2 separate regions of the Mus musculus genome follow, and region 1 is linked to region 2. The links are chromatin contacts, called in public Hi-C maps. All regions are on one chromosome and are shown on one strand. Each heading gives the region's core, a stretch centred on a gene start, on an enhancer-like site or on the middle of the called end of the contact. The rest is flanking DNA. Distances are from core to core; before and after follow the strand shown.

Region 1 (7,130 bases), core at 58-2,557, 270 kb after region 2:
TCCATTCAGCGGACAGCAAACCATTCAGTAGATGAAAGTTTCCAAGATGGCCATAGTGAGCCCTTCCCTTTATGGGCAAAAGAACGTATTTGTCTCTCCATCACGGGTTACAGTCTATCTCCATCCCAGGTTACAGTCCATCTTCATCCCAGGTTACAGTCTATCTCTATCCCAGGTGTAGTGGCTATTCCTGGTTGTCAACTTGACTATATTTGGAATGAACTACAATCCAGAATTGGAAGGCTCACCAGTGACCCTTATCTGGAGGCTTGGAGATCCTTATCTGGATCTTGGTATGGAGATCTTGAGCCATAGTGGCTATGGATTCCAGAAGATTGAATCTCCGAGTTTAAGGAACACACTTTTAATCTGGGCTACACCTTTCATCTGGGATTAAAGGTGTGGTGGAACACACCTTTAATCTGAGCTACACCTTCTGCTGGAGACAATATAAGGACATTGGAAGAAGGGAGTCTAGCTCTTGCTCCTTTGCCTGCTTGCTGTGTGAGACTGAGTAACTGCTAGATCCTTGGACTTCTATTCACAGCTGCGACTGAACAATTGTTGGGAATTGGGCTGCCGACTGTAAGTCATCAATAAATTCCTTTACTATCTAGAGACTGTCCATAAGTTCTGTGACTCTAGAGAACCCTGACTAATACACCAGGGTACATTCTATCTCTATCCCAGGGTACAGTCTATCTCCATCTCAGGGTACAGTCTATCTCTGTCCCGGGTTACAGTCTATCTCCCGGAGAAGTCAAGGCACCCAGAACTTGAAGCCATGGGCATATCCCAGCCTCAAGGGCAGGCAGCAATGGACTGATGCCCTTATGCTGTGCTCAGTTTGCTCTCCCCTTTCCATGAAACGGTGCTGCCCACCTTTAGGGTGATCTTCCCACCTCAGGTAGCCTGATAAAGAAAACCCCTCACAAGCCTGCCCAGAGGATGATCCAATCCAGACAACTCCTCAGGAAGCCCCTCTCCCAAGTGACTCCAGATTGCTTCCGGTTAACAAAATAACCATCCCGGTCACACCGTCCCTCCTTCTAGTAAGAATGGGCGGAGTTTTCTCCCCATCTCCAAATCCTGGTTATATATGGCATTGGCCACACCTGTCCCTGAGACTAGCAGCACCATGCAAGAAATATGCAGCCATTGTCCTTTCAAGGCACTGAGTGTGGGGCTTCGTCCCCTGCCATTGATACCTGGGGCAGAGGAGGCCAAGGCTAAAGAGAGAACTCCTGAGTTCAGAGTGGAGCGTCTAAGTGTGCACGCCCTCTTGTCGGCTGAATCTACAATCTGGAAATCAGAGAGGCTGGGGTAGGGCAAGCCATGTGGGAGCCAGAAGCCTGCAGCATAGGAAGCATGGAGTTGGGGGCGGGGCAAGGAAAGAAGGGATATCTAGGAAACCCCTATTTTGCTGGAAGTGGGATTCTCCATTCCAGAGCTACTAGCAGGGCACCTCTCACTATCGGCCCAGTTCCTGGTGCCAAGAACACCACATTGGGCAAACAGGTCCAGCCTACCATCTGGAGGGGACAGGACAGACAAGGGCAAGCAGCCAGTATGTCACCGGGTAGTGACAGATGGTGGTGAACGCAGCAAGAGTGGCAAGAGATCAGCAGAGTGTGGGACGGTGCCACCAAGGGCTGGTCTAGCCAGACAGGTGGTCTAGGATCCCTCCTCAGGGAGTTTGGGAGCCAAGACCAAAATGTTAGAAATGAACCACCAGTTAGCAAGCAGAGGTGACTACATTCCAAACATAGACCAGAGTGGCCTTGTAAGAGCTTTGTATGGGAGCAACCTGAGTCTGTCTGAAAGAACGAGGAGGCCAGAAGCAGGCAGGACCAGAGAACACCAGAGAAGCAACAACAATATCCCATTCCAACCGCTACAGAGGCTGTCCAGAGAGAATGAGAAACCAGGGAAGGAGGTTGGAGAAGATGTCATGCATCGGGACCACAAGGAAATGGGCGTGGCTTGACCCTGGTACCATCCTGAATGTAGACATCAGACTGGCAAACTTAGACATGGTATGCTGGCTCTCGCACTGACCAGGTCTTGCAGACAGTGTGGCTCAGGGATGGGCAGAGACTGGCGAAGCAGATCAGGACCCTGCCACCTCGCTCGATGTGAGAGCCTAGACCGACTGTGCTACTGGCTGAATACTATGGCAAAGGGCTTTGTGGAGCTTGTGTAAGGTGTCTGGAAGCAAGGTGCAAACAGAAAGCCAGACAGACAGACAGCAGACATGTGACCTGGAACTTAGTGGGGAAATCAGTAGAGAACACGTTACACAGTCAGCATGTCAGGCAGGACATGGAGCCAGGGAGGGACAGGGGGCAGAGGACCAAACACAGAGCCTGAAGGCAGGACCTCTCATCAGAACCCTAAGGATGCTCCGCAAGGCAGGGGCTCGTCACTATCCCATCTCTCTCCCAACCGCTGAGATTCTCAGCAGCAGCTAGTTCTCACAGAGGAGCTGTGTGGTGCAACTCGGCTGGAGTGCACAGCTCTTCCTGGGGCTGACGAGTGTCACAGGGGACCCCCTTGGCAGTGGACGTCTCCACCGTGAGATCTCTTCCCAGACTTTTTGTATACTTTTTAACTGCTTTCCTAGAAACCCCAGCTCGGCAGTCAGAGCGGTGATTTAGAGGCAGCAGACAGTATCCGCCAGAAACTGTGGAAGTACTTAAAAACAGCTTCTGGTTTTACAAGTCCAATGCAGCCCCTCAGACACAGGCCCAATGCAGCCCCTCAGACACAGGCCCAGTGCAGCCCCTCAGACACAGGCCCAGTGCAGCCCCTCAGACACAGGTCCAATGCAGCCCCTCAGACACAGGCCCAATGCAGTCCTCAGACACAGGCCCAATGCAGCCCTCAGACACAGGCCAATGCAGCCCCTCAGACACAGACCCAATGCAGCCCCTCTGACTCAGGCCCAATGCAACCCCTCAGACACAGGCCCAATGCAGCCCCTCAGACACAGGCCCAATGCAGCCCCTCAGACACAGGCCCAATGCAGTCCTCAGACACAGGCCCAATGCAGCCCTCAGACACAGGCCCAATGCAGCCCCTCAGACAAAGACCCAATGCAGCCCTCAGACACAGGCCCAATGCAGTCCTCAGACACAGGCCCAATGCAGCCCTCAGACACAGGCCAATGCAGCCCCTCAGACACAGACCCAATGCAGCCCTCAGACACAGGCCCAATGCAGCCCCTCAGACACAGACCCAATGCAGCCCCTCAGACACAGGCCCAGTGCAGCCCCTCAGACACAGGCCCAATGCAGCCCCTCAGACACAGGCCCAGTGCAGCCCCTCAGACACAGGTCCAATGCAGCCCCTCAGACACAGGCCCAATGCAGCCCCTCAGACACAGGCCCAATGCAGCCCCTCAGACACAGGCCCAATGCAGGCCCTCAGACACAGGCCCAGTGCAGCCCCTCAGACACAGACCCAATGCAGCCCCTCAGACACAGACCCAATGCAGCCCCTCAGACACAGGCCCAGTGCAGCCCCTCAGACACAGGCCCAGTGCAGCCCCTCAGACACAGGCCCAGTGCAGCCCCTCAGACACAGGTCCAATGCAGCCCCTCAGACACAGGCCCAATGCAGTCCTCAGACACAGGCCCAATGCAGCCCTCAGACACAGGCCAATGCAGCCCCTCAGACACAGACCCAATGCAGCCCCTCTGACTCAGGCCCAATGCAACCCCTCAGACACAGGCCCAATGCAGCCCCTCAGACACAGGCCCAGTGCAGCCCCTCAGACACAGGCCCAATGCAGTCCTCAGACACAGGCCCAATGCAGCCCTCAGACACAGGCCCAATGCAGCCCCTCAGACAAAGACCCAATGCAGCCCTCAGACACAGGCCCAATGCAGTCCTCAGACACAGGCCAATGCAGCCCCTCAGACACAGACCCAATGCAGCCCTCAGACACAGGCCCAATGCAGCCCCTCAGACACAGACCCAATGCAGCCCCTCAGACACAGGCCCAATGCAGCCCCTCAGACAAAGACCCAATGCAGCCCTCAGACACAGGCCCAATGCAGTCCTCAGACACAGGCCAATGCAGCCCCTCAGACACAGACCCAATGCAGCCCTCAGACACAGGTCCAATGCAGCCCCTCAGACACAGACCCAATGCAGCCCCTCAGACACAGGCCCAATGCAGCCCTCAGACACAGGCCAATGCAGCCCCTCAGACACAGGCCCAGTGCAGCCCCTCAGACACAGGTCCAATGCAGCCCCTCAGACACAGGCCCAATGCAGCCCCTCAGACACAGGCCCAATGCAGCCCCTCAGACACAGGCCCAATGCAGGCCCTCAGACACAGGCCCAGTGCAGCCCCTCAGACACAGGTCCAATGCAGCCCCTCAGACACAGGCCCAATGCAGTCCTCAGACACAGGCCCAATGCAGCCCTCAGACACAGGCCCAATGCAGCCCCTCAGACACAGACCCAATGCAGCCCCTCAGACAAAGACCCAATGCAGCCCTCAGACACAGGCCCAATGCAGTCCTCAGACACAGGCCCAATGCAGCCCTCAGACACAGGCCAATGCAGCCCCTCAGACAAAGACCCAATGCAGCCCTCAGACACAGGCCCAATGCAGCCCCTCAGACACAGGCCCAATGCAGGCCCTCAGACACAGGCCCAATGCAGCCCCTCAGACACAGACCCAATGCAGCCCTCAGACACAGGCCAATGCAGCCCCTCAGACTCAGGCCCAATGCAGCCCCTCAGACACAGGCCCAATGCAGCCCCTCAGACACAGACCCAATGCAGCCCCTCTGACTCAGGCCCAATGCAACCCCTCAGACACAGGCCCAATGCAGCCCCTCAGACACAGGCCCAATGCAGCCCCTCAGACACAGGCCCAATGCAGTCCTCAGACACAGGCCCAATGCAGCCCTCAGACACAGGCCCAATGCAGCCCCTCAGACAAAGACCCAATGCAGCCCTCAGACACAGGCCCAATGCAGTCCTCAGACACAGGCCCAATGCAGCCCTCAGACACAGGCCAATGCAGCCCCTCAGACACAGACCCAATGCAGCCCTCAGACACAGGCCCAATGCAGCCCCTCAGACACAGACCCAATGCAGCACCTCTGACTCAGGCCCAATGCAACCCCTCAGACACAGGCCCAATGCAGCCCCTCACAATAGAGCATGTGTGAGCGTGTGTGTGCACAAGTGTACATGGGTGTGTATGTGCGTGTGTGGGAGTGTGGGAAGGGTGGACATATACTAGGGTACTAACAGTATCTTACCCTTGGCCTGGAGCTCACCCACTGAACAAGGCTGGATGGCTGGTATTGAGGTCTAGGGATCTGCCTGTCTGAGACTGCAGGCAAATGCAATCTGCCTGTCTGAGACTGCAGGCAAATGCCCACCGTGTCTGATTTTTCACGGGTTCTGGGAATCAAACTCACTCATGCTTGTTTGGAAGGTACTTTGCTGGCTGCGCAGCCTCCCCTCCCCTATAGCCATAACTATAAAAAAGAATTTACATTTATTTATACACTTTATAAATAAATACATTTTGTTATATATAATATAAGATATATTAATATAACCATATATATCATATATTAAAAATAAATATGTGTTTGCTTGTGTACATGTATGTGCACCACATTAGTGCTTGGTGCTCCAAAGATCAGAAGAAGGCATCGTATCCCCAGTAGTTACCATGGTTATGAACTGCCAGACGGATGCTGGGAACCAAACCCAGGGCCTCAGCAAGAGTAACCAGTGCTCTTAACAATTGATCCATTTCTCCAGCCCAAGAAATAACTTTTCAGAAAGACAAAACACATCAATAAAATCTTTAAAAATATACCTGGCAAATATGAGAAACAAAGGACTAAGAAGTAGCAGAGTTGAGGCCAAGGCGGGTCATGGGTTGCAGCTCTGTGGAAAGAACAAGAGTGCCCACTCGGGACAAAGATCAACAACCTGCTGTACGGAAACGGGAGACGGATGGAACAGGCAACTCATGGAGCCAGGAGGCACCGCAGCAGAGCTGAGAAAGAGGACTTCACCCACCACTGAACGAATGTCACTGAGGGCCTTAGGAGATGGCGCAGAGGATAAAGCTTGCCGTGCAAACATGACTCAAATTTGGCTTCCAAAAACTTCATGTAAAGCTGAAGGCAGGGGCAGACACCTATAACCCCAGCATGCCCATGACACTCAGACAGGACTTAAAGACATAATCCCCAGATGCTCGCAGCCCAGCGAGCCTGGCCTATGAAGCAGTGAACAGGAAGGGGCCGAGCATAACTAAGGCGGGAAGTGAGGCCTGCCACCCGAGGTTGTCACACCTGTAGTACATGGCATTTGAGTATATGCACATACACACTTTAAAAAATATAATTAAAACTTAAATGTACAGCTGGTGAGATGGCTCAGTGGGTAAGAGCACTGACTGCTCTTCCGGAGGTCCTGAGTTCAAATCCCAGCAACCACATGGTGGCTCACAACCACCCATAATGAGATCTGATACCCTCTTCTGGTTCATCTGAAGACAGCTACCGTGTACTTATGTATAATAATAAATAAATCTTTGGGCCGGAACGAGCAGGGACTGAGCAAGCAGAGTTGACCAGAGCGAGGGGGGCTGACTGGAGCGAGCGGGTCCATCCGGAGTGAGCAGAGGTCCTAAAATTCAATTCCCAACAACCACATAAAGGCTCACAACCATCTGTACAGCTCCAGTGTACTCACATACATAAAATAGATAAATAAATCTTTAAAAAAACTTAAATATAATTACTTCTGCTAATGGACAAGATCTTACAAGGTAATATTCTGTTGTGAAACTTATAAACAAATGCCTATTATATTCTTTGGAGGAGGCACACGTACCAGTTTCTGGGGGACTCTTTCAGTAGCATTTGAGGACTCTGAGAGAGGGGTGCCTGGACTCAGTAGCCCCTCCTCACAGGTCTATTTGCTCTATAGGTTTGTCAAGTGCACTAAGGCCTCCATCTGGACTCTTTCATAGACACAGAGCTATAAGCTCTGATCGGCCTACACTTTACTGTGCAACTGTTTTCATTGGAAGCCGCTCTTCCTCCTTAACAGCAGACCCCACGTTAGGGTAAACGGTGGCC
Region 2 (7,256 bases), core at 4,470-6,969:
GGTTTCATGCTATGCTTCGTCAACAGAGGGAGTGAAGGATGCCCACTCATCTCGACTGGGCAGATGCTATGATGATGCTAGGAATAAACCAAAGAATACACATGGGAGACAAACATGAGTCAGCCATGCTGATGACATGGGTAGGGCTGAGACCTGGAAAGATCTGTTCTAGGCCGGGAAGGGCAAGGGGCGGGATGGAGAGGGCAAAGGCCCTGAGGCAGGGGCATGCCTGCCTGGCAAGTGTGGGAGGTAGAAAGGTGGCTGGCACCATAAGGTGCAGAGTGGAGGAAGAGAGAGGCTGTGGGTGGGTGGGAGGAGGGAAGAGACAAGTTCACGAAAGGCCATCACTTTCCTGCTGCCCGGACCTTAGGAGTGCAGGGTTATTGAGATGGGCACCAATTAAGTGCCTATTGTATGCAGGTACCTCCGACACTCTTTGTACCATTTCCCACGAGCTCTCAGCAAAGCAGCTCAGAGAGGCTAAACAACACAACGGAAGTCACCCAGCACTCTGTGACCCAAGACACGTGTGCCTGCTGGGCTCAAAGGCTTGGCCATGCTCACCCTTTGTCACACACTTCACGAGAGAGCTGAGTGTGGCCAAGAATGACAACAGGGACAGTGGCTTCCTTCCAAAGGCATACTGCAACTGTCCAGTGAATTCCATCTCCACTGTCCATCACGGTCCTGGGACATCATCAGGTTCGGGAAGTGGGCTCAGGACAGAGGCTCTTAGGGCTGCGTGCAGGCTATCCCTGGAAGGAAGGCAGGCAGGGCAACCTTAGCCTTTGTAGACTTCTGCTGCTCCCGCAACCTTTTCATTTCTGCCAGTTCAAAGATCCACTGTCCAGAGTTTTGAAGATTGCTCAGCTGGTAAAGTATTTGCCTTCAACCTAAGAGCTGGAGTTTGTATCTCCAAGCATCCAAGTGAAAAAAAAAAAAAAAAAAAAAAAGAAGCCACCTGTGTTGGGGTGTGAGCTTATAATTCCTGTGCTGGAGATACAAAGATTGTGTCCCCCAAGCTCGCTGGCCAGCCAACCTAGCCTCACCTGCAAGTTTCAGGCTAATGAGAGCCTCTTTCTCAAAAAGGCACATGGGCAGCTCCTGAGAAACAGCTTCTGAGGTTGACCTCTGCTTTCCACGCACTGGCGTGCAAACTTGCGCACGCTCGCGCACGCACACACACACACACACACACACACACACACACACACACACACACACCTCGCTCTCTGTCCTTCAGTACTGTGTCCCAAGGGTACTCCGGGCAGGGACCACTGGAAGAGGCTCTGACCTTATAGGGACTTCTGTGTTTGTGCCCCTCACCTGCTTGTGTGAAGGGTGTTGGTGACCTCATCATGGATTGGATTTAACCAGAGGGCCCAAGGGCAAAGGCCAGCCTGTGTGGCTACTGTAGCAACATTGTCCCCAGCCTACCTAGTCCAGTGACCCAGTAGCATGGGTGCTCTGATGGCACCTCAGTCTTGGGAAATACCAAGGTCCCTTTGAGGGAGGATACCTGGGCCTCACAGACCAATGGGAGGGCCAATGGCTGTGCCTGCTTGAGATGAGGCCAGAAGGCTGCCACCATCCCAAGGGACTCTGGAGTCATCTCTGTCAGGCTCTGGGCAAGCCCTGAAAAGCACGGGGTTCTCTTCTAGTCCCATCCACCCAGGCTCTGTAAAGCCCACGGGTTTCAGTGTCATGTTCTAACCTGTGGATCTCCAGAACTTTAGGATGGAGAATTAAAGGTAGCTAGAGAGTCATGCCAGTCCTTGGGCATCCCTGGGTCTGCTCCAGCGATAACAGACACCAATGACCCCAGCTACTGGGCTGTCTGCTGGCCCAGATTCCCGGACACTCAGTTTGAATAAGAAGGACACTGAATAGGTCAGTGGCTTGACCAGATGCTGTGGCTTGGAGCCCCATATTCTATGTTTTCTGTGTCTGTTGGTGGTTTCCACTCATCTCTGTGGCCAGACAATGCTGTTAGCCAAAGGACAGGGGATGATGGGCTGTGGTTTGCAGAGGACATAGCAATAGTGGTTAGTAGGGAAGATGCTGAGATAAAAGTGACCCAAGGGGCATGGGGCTGGCAAGATTGGGAGTGGTGTGTGTGTGTGTGTGCATGCATACATGTGCATGTGTGTGCATGTGTATCTGTAAACCGTCTTGATGTCTATTGTAGTGCTAAATGTGGGTCCCCAAGACCTGAAGTCTGCACGGAGACCTGTGTCCCTGACCCCAAATTATTTCTGTTTGGGAAATAAAGATGCCAATAGCCAAAAGCTGAGCAGGAGAGACATAGGTGGGGTTTAGATTTCCAAGGCTTGAGGTCAGAGGAGAACCAGGAGAAGAAAAAGATACATGAAGAAGAAGAAGAAGGAGAAGCTGCTATGGGTTAGGTGAGCCATAAAAACATGGCCCTAAGGGCTGGCCAATTGGATTTAAGAACAGCCCAGATAAAACATAGTAAGTAATAACCCGGGGTTATCCTAGCAGCATAGAGGGTAAGGATCTGCCCAGCTCTTTGTGCTATTTAAAGCTTATTGTAAATATAAAGGTTGCATGTGTTTTTTTTTTTGTTTTGTTTTGTTTGTTTTGTTTTTTATCTTGGAACTAAATGGTCAAAGGCAGGGCAGAAACCCCAGACTGGGATTTAAAATTTCTACTATATATACATATGTGTATGTTCACGAGTGCATGTATGCATGCTTCTGCGTGTGTGTGTGTGTGCGCGTGCGCGTGCGTGCATGTGTGAGCGTGTGTCTCTTGGCTGGAGCAGGGTGAGGCAGAGAATCGTCACTACATATCTCCAATAAAGTCATACTGCCTATACCAGTCTCTACCAGCTGCACTCCAGGCAGGAAGAAAACTCTGAGCAGGGTGCAACACCCTAAGAACACAGAGATCTAGAGAGCCTGCTGTCCCTACATAGTGTGAGCTTCACGTGTTAAAGACAAGCCGATTAGGCTGAGGCTCCGGGCTCGGTGGTAGGAGCGGGCAGATACTAGCACCTGGTGCCTGTACATCTCTGGTTCTGTACACATAGCAAATCCTGCTCCAGCCTCTGTTGACAATACAAACACTGGCTTTCCTGAGGGGTACTGTCCCATCCTGCCTGCCCTTCTGCGATAGTGATGGGGGCACGCTTCTTCTGCCTCCTGGGCCCGCAGGTGGCCAGTTGCTTTGAACATGGGCTTCAGATTGGCTGGTTGTGTGGCACCAATGGCTGCAGCCAGAGAGAAGACACTGGGACAAGGTTCCATGGGGGAGACAGGATGGCTGTTTAGCAGAGACGGGCAACAGCTCAGGGAAAGCCTTAACGCTTCTCTGTGGTTTGGGCACAGAGGCTATGTGGCTGTGTCAAAGTTAGAAAGACTTTAGGGACGTTGGAGGTCTGTCCCACAGTCCTGATGGAGGGTGAGCTCCTGTCTGTCTTTCCTTTCCACACAGATAATGGGTGAGGCCAGATATGCACAGGTCATCTGCCTTCCCTGCTGGTCCCCAGTCTAACCTGATCAGTTCCTTCCAGTCTCTTAGGAAGCCGTTCAAAAGACTTAGCCCCTATGATCACCACGGCAGACAGTCATCTACATACAGCCCATTCATTCTTGAGTAGGGCCCTGAGTCAAAGGTTCAGACTTATCCAAGGTCAAACAAGCAAGTGGTATGTGTGGGGATGTTGGGGGGAGGGTCAGGGGGGAGTGATACACAGCCAGGATGTGGACCAGGGACCACCACATTCCAGTGCTGGACTGGGGTGTGAACCCCAGGAAGCTACAGTCATACTTGTGGGACTCTCCCCAACTGAGGGCCACCCTGCCCTGAGACTCCTTCCTCAGTATGCGCTTCAGCTATCCCTGTCGTCTGGATGCTGGTGCTGACCAGTGAGAACTCCCACCCACGATATCACAAACCGCATAGGAGCTTACTCCAAGCTGATGCCTCCATATGAAGCATGCTAACGAGCCTGGGCCCTGCCTGGCTGCCTGGCCTCTCACCAGGCTGGGGTGAAGATCTCGGCAGAGGAGCGGCTCTGCTAAGGCTCCTGGGTCGGGGTGAAGGCCCCAAGGAGAGGGAATATAATAACCAGCTGCCTCCACCACAGTGCCTGTGACTCTCAGAGGCAGGAGAGAGGACTGGGGATGTGCCACTGTGACACCGAGTTCCTTGTTCACCGCCCCCTCCCCACCCCAGCAATGGGGTGTGTGTGTGACCTTTTTCTAGTAATGGTGCAGCCCCCTTCCTGATACGATTCAGAAACCCCTGCCCTCAGTGAACATGGGATCTTTGTTCTCAACACAACAGAGACTCACAAAAATTGTGGCAAGCAAGGGCTAGAAGGACACACCAACTCTGGCTGTCTCTCCCCCCCCCCAACTTCTCTTTCCAGAACTTCTCTTGTGGACGCTTCCTGGTTCTTCTGGCTACCCGTAACCTGCTCTCCAGAGCCTCCACTGTACATGCCAGTCACTTCCAAGTTCCTTGACAAAGCACGGGTCTCTCCTCTGGCTTCCCACCCCCTACCCTGCTTCACCCCACAGGAGCTCTGAGGATCCTGGAGCCTGCCCTTCTCTACCTGTTCCCACCAGCCCCGACCCCACTCACTCCCTCTTTCTTCCCATCACCTGTTCCCTGACCTCCTAGTCTCACTGCTCAACCAGGGGCTCCGCATGCTTGTCTTGTCTTCTCTGGGGCCTAGACCCACCTTTTCCCCCTCCTCGTCAGCAGCATACTGTGGCTATATCACTTTTGTCCAGGTTGGTTCAAAGGCCCTGGGGCATGCTACCTAAGGATCTCTGTTGGGGATCCTGTCTACCTCCCATCTGTAAAGTAGGAAACCTCCCTTTTCTGGACAGACTTGCTCTGTGTTGTGTGATGCTACCTCCTCTGTGGCTCTCCTAGTTTGCCTTCTATTGCTGTGATTTGGGGGAGGAAAGAATTTATTTGCCTTACAGATCTAATCACGGTCCATCCTTGAGGGAGGTTAGGGCAGGGACTCAAGGAACAGAGGCGAGAACCATGGAAGGACGATGCTCACTGGCTTGTGCCCCTTGGTTGGCTCATCGACCTTTCTTATACAGCCCAGGACCACCTGCCTGTGGATGACACCACCCAAGGTGGACTGGGACCTCTTCCATCAATAATTAATCAAGAAAATGCCACACAACCTTGCCAACGGGACAAACTGGTGAGGGCATCTTCTCAATTGATGATTCTTCCCCCGATGATCATATTTTATGTCAAGTTGACAAAAAACAATAGCAAACAAACAAACAAACCATAACCAGTACAAATAATTGGTTGAGGCTGGAAACCTGGCCAATGGGGTTTTCTCCAGCAATCCCATAGTCCAGTGGGATCCTCTCCAGCGACTCTGGCACCTGATGCCAGTGGCTACTGGCATCACTGGGGGCTCAGAGCTGCAGAGCTTTCTTCTTCTGATGCTTTCCTTGAACTCACTGTCCTCCCAGATGGCGGCCTCTTTTCCTAAGCTTCTTCCATGTGGTTCCTTCTCTGGCTATACGTTTTCCTCTGTCCAGTGGCTCTGCGTCCTTGCTGCTGGCTAGGAACTGAGGCAGCCCTAGACAGCTCCCTCCAGCAGACTCCAAGCAGAGTGGCTGTCCCCTCCCCTGACAGGCTACCCCATCCTGGTGCTGTCTGTCCTGGCACTGCCATGTTCTACTGTCACTCCCTAAAGTGGCAGACGGTGAGGAGCTTTGCCAAATGCCTGTGGGGATACAGACAGGGCACTCGGCTGCCCGCCTCCTTCCAAGGGCCTCTGCTGCTTTCTTATTGGGAAATGGAGGAGGAGGGAATTGGGAAGGGCTTGAGACACATCCCCCCCCCCCCATCACCTCCTCCTACTTATCACCAGTCTGCCCAGAAAAAATCAGAATGCATTCATTGGAGGAAGAGGTAAAAGCTCAGAGACAGAGGGACTGGATGCAGGGACCTTAGAGCCTAAGCTAGTCTCTCCTCATCCTATTAGCATAGCTATAGAACAATTTCAAGGCCACTGGGATCTCTGTGGGTCAGATGTCCTCCTGCCCAGCCCCCTCCCCGCCCCCGTGATGCTTCTGAGGGTCAAAGTCAGAATAGGGGCACCAGAAATCAAAACAGCCATTAGGAAGAGTCACCAGTATAAGAACAAGACCTTGAGCAGTGGCAGAACCAAGAACACCCTGTCTCTCATGGTCCTCAGCTGTTAAGTGCTGACCTAGGGTGACTGCTAGTGGGACTTCTCTGGGTACCGCAGCACCTGTGAATCTGGGCTGGGGAATGGGCAGATTCAAAGGGGAAGCTGCCCTGCCTGACCCCAAGTTCCCCAGCTGGTTCCACTTTAGAACTGTAGCGACTTCTCCGGTCTATTCTGTTGAGTCCTTGAGTTTCTACCCACTTTTGAAGCTTTTCCTGCAGACACGTGCCCAGGCTGGGTGTCTGCCCTGCTGGCTCTGGACTGTACAGTGGCCAGACTTGGGTCTGTGCCAGGCTGCTGCAGCTGTTCCGCCTTGGAGTGATGACAGTAGCTGATGGCTTGACAAGTGGCCCTTGGGAGGTGGCATCTCATCTGGGCAGTTGCCCAGCAGGAGGGCCATTTGAGGAGGAGAACAGAGCCCCGAGGGTAGGAGACTCCCAGAATTGACCCAAAGAGATTGGGAAAGTGTGTGTGTGTGTGTCCCATGGGGACCCCATAGAAAGTGTGAGTATAGGATTTGGAGTCTACCTCACGGTGAGCCTTGGCTTGTCACTGGATGGCTCTGAGACTGTCTTCGGACCTGCATAAGTTGAGGTAAGTGCCTTCAAGTCCATGGGCAATGTCTCTTATAGGACAGGTAAGTCCCCTAGGCTCCCCTGGATGTGAAAAGCTGTGTGGTAGACACTGGTGGGGTCTGTGAGCAGGAGTTTCAGGTCTGGCCTGAGTACAGCTGCCGTCTACCCAAAGTGGGTCAGCTCTGTATCTCTGTGCCCAGAGGTCGTCAAACAGACCTTTCAGCCAAGTGTTCTGGTATTCTGGGCCAGCTTTGAGTCTGATCCAGTTGAGCCAGAGCAGAGGGCAGTGTAGAATGGTAAGATTGTGCTAGAGAACCCTGGCCTTGTCAGAGTGCCAAGTGGTCCTTGTGTCCAGTGCCAAGCCCGTATAGTCGCTGCTGGAGCCCTGGGCAGGAATGATGATGGTGCCCTTGGTTTAATCGGAGAGGTTACAGGGATCAATTAGTGATGTCTGCTATGGACACCTGTTGGGTTTGTTT

The links. Hi-C and Micro-C count contacts between places; a contact is called where the count stands out from the background.
Region 1: a contact with region 2 is called in a Hi-C map of cerebellum, with 1.8 times the contacts expected there. The contact joins two enhancer-like sites. A contact is called at or near these places in 16 of 39 promoter capture datasets (the 3T3-L1 cell line, 3T3-L1-derived adipocytes, the C10 cell line and 9 more), 16 of 484 Hi-C or Micro-C datasets (the BV-2 cell line, brain, cerebellum and 10 more) and 9 of 115 datasets of contacts at active chromatin or transcription factors (SST interneurons, embryonic basal ganglia, embryonic forebrain and 6 more).

What each region holds. Positions count from the first base shown.
Region 1 is chr15:84,035,709-84,042,838 of GRCm38.p6, forward strand. The region is part of intron 3 of Efcab6 (EF-hand calcium binding domain 6); the gene reads right to left. Among named protein-coding and RNA genes, the nearest start is that of Efcab6, 26 kb to the right of the region's middle. Within about 2 kb of position 1,308, at least 5 of the 459 cell types and tissues checked have an H3K27ac peak or open chromatin away from gene starts, as enhancers often do. A contact at or near this core is called in cerebellum, where this site is marked.
Region 2 is chr15:83,766,157-83,773,412 of GRCm38.p6, forward strand. No RefSeq gene overlaps it. Among named protein-coding and RNA genes, the nearest start is that of Mpped1, 10 kb to the right of the region's middle. Within about 2 kb of position 5,720, at least 20 of the 459 cell types and tissues checked have an H3K27ac peak or open chromatin away from gene starts, as enhancers often do. A contact at or near this core is called in cerebellum, where this site is marked.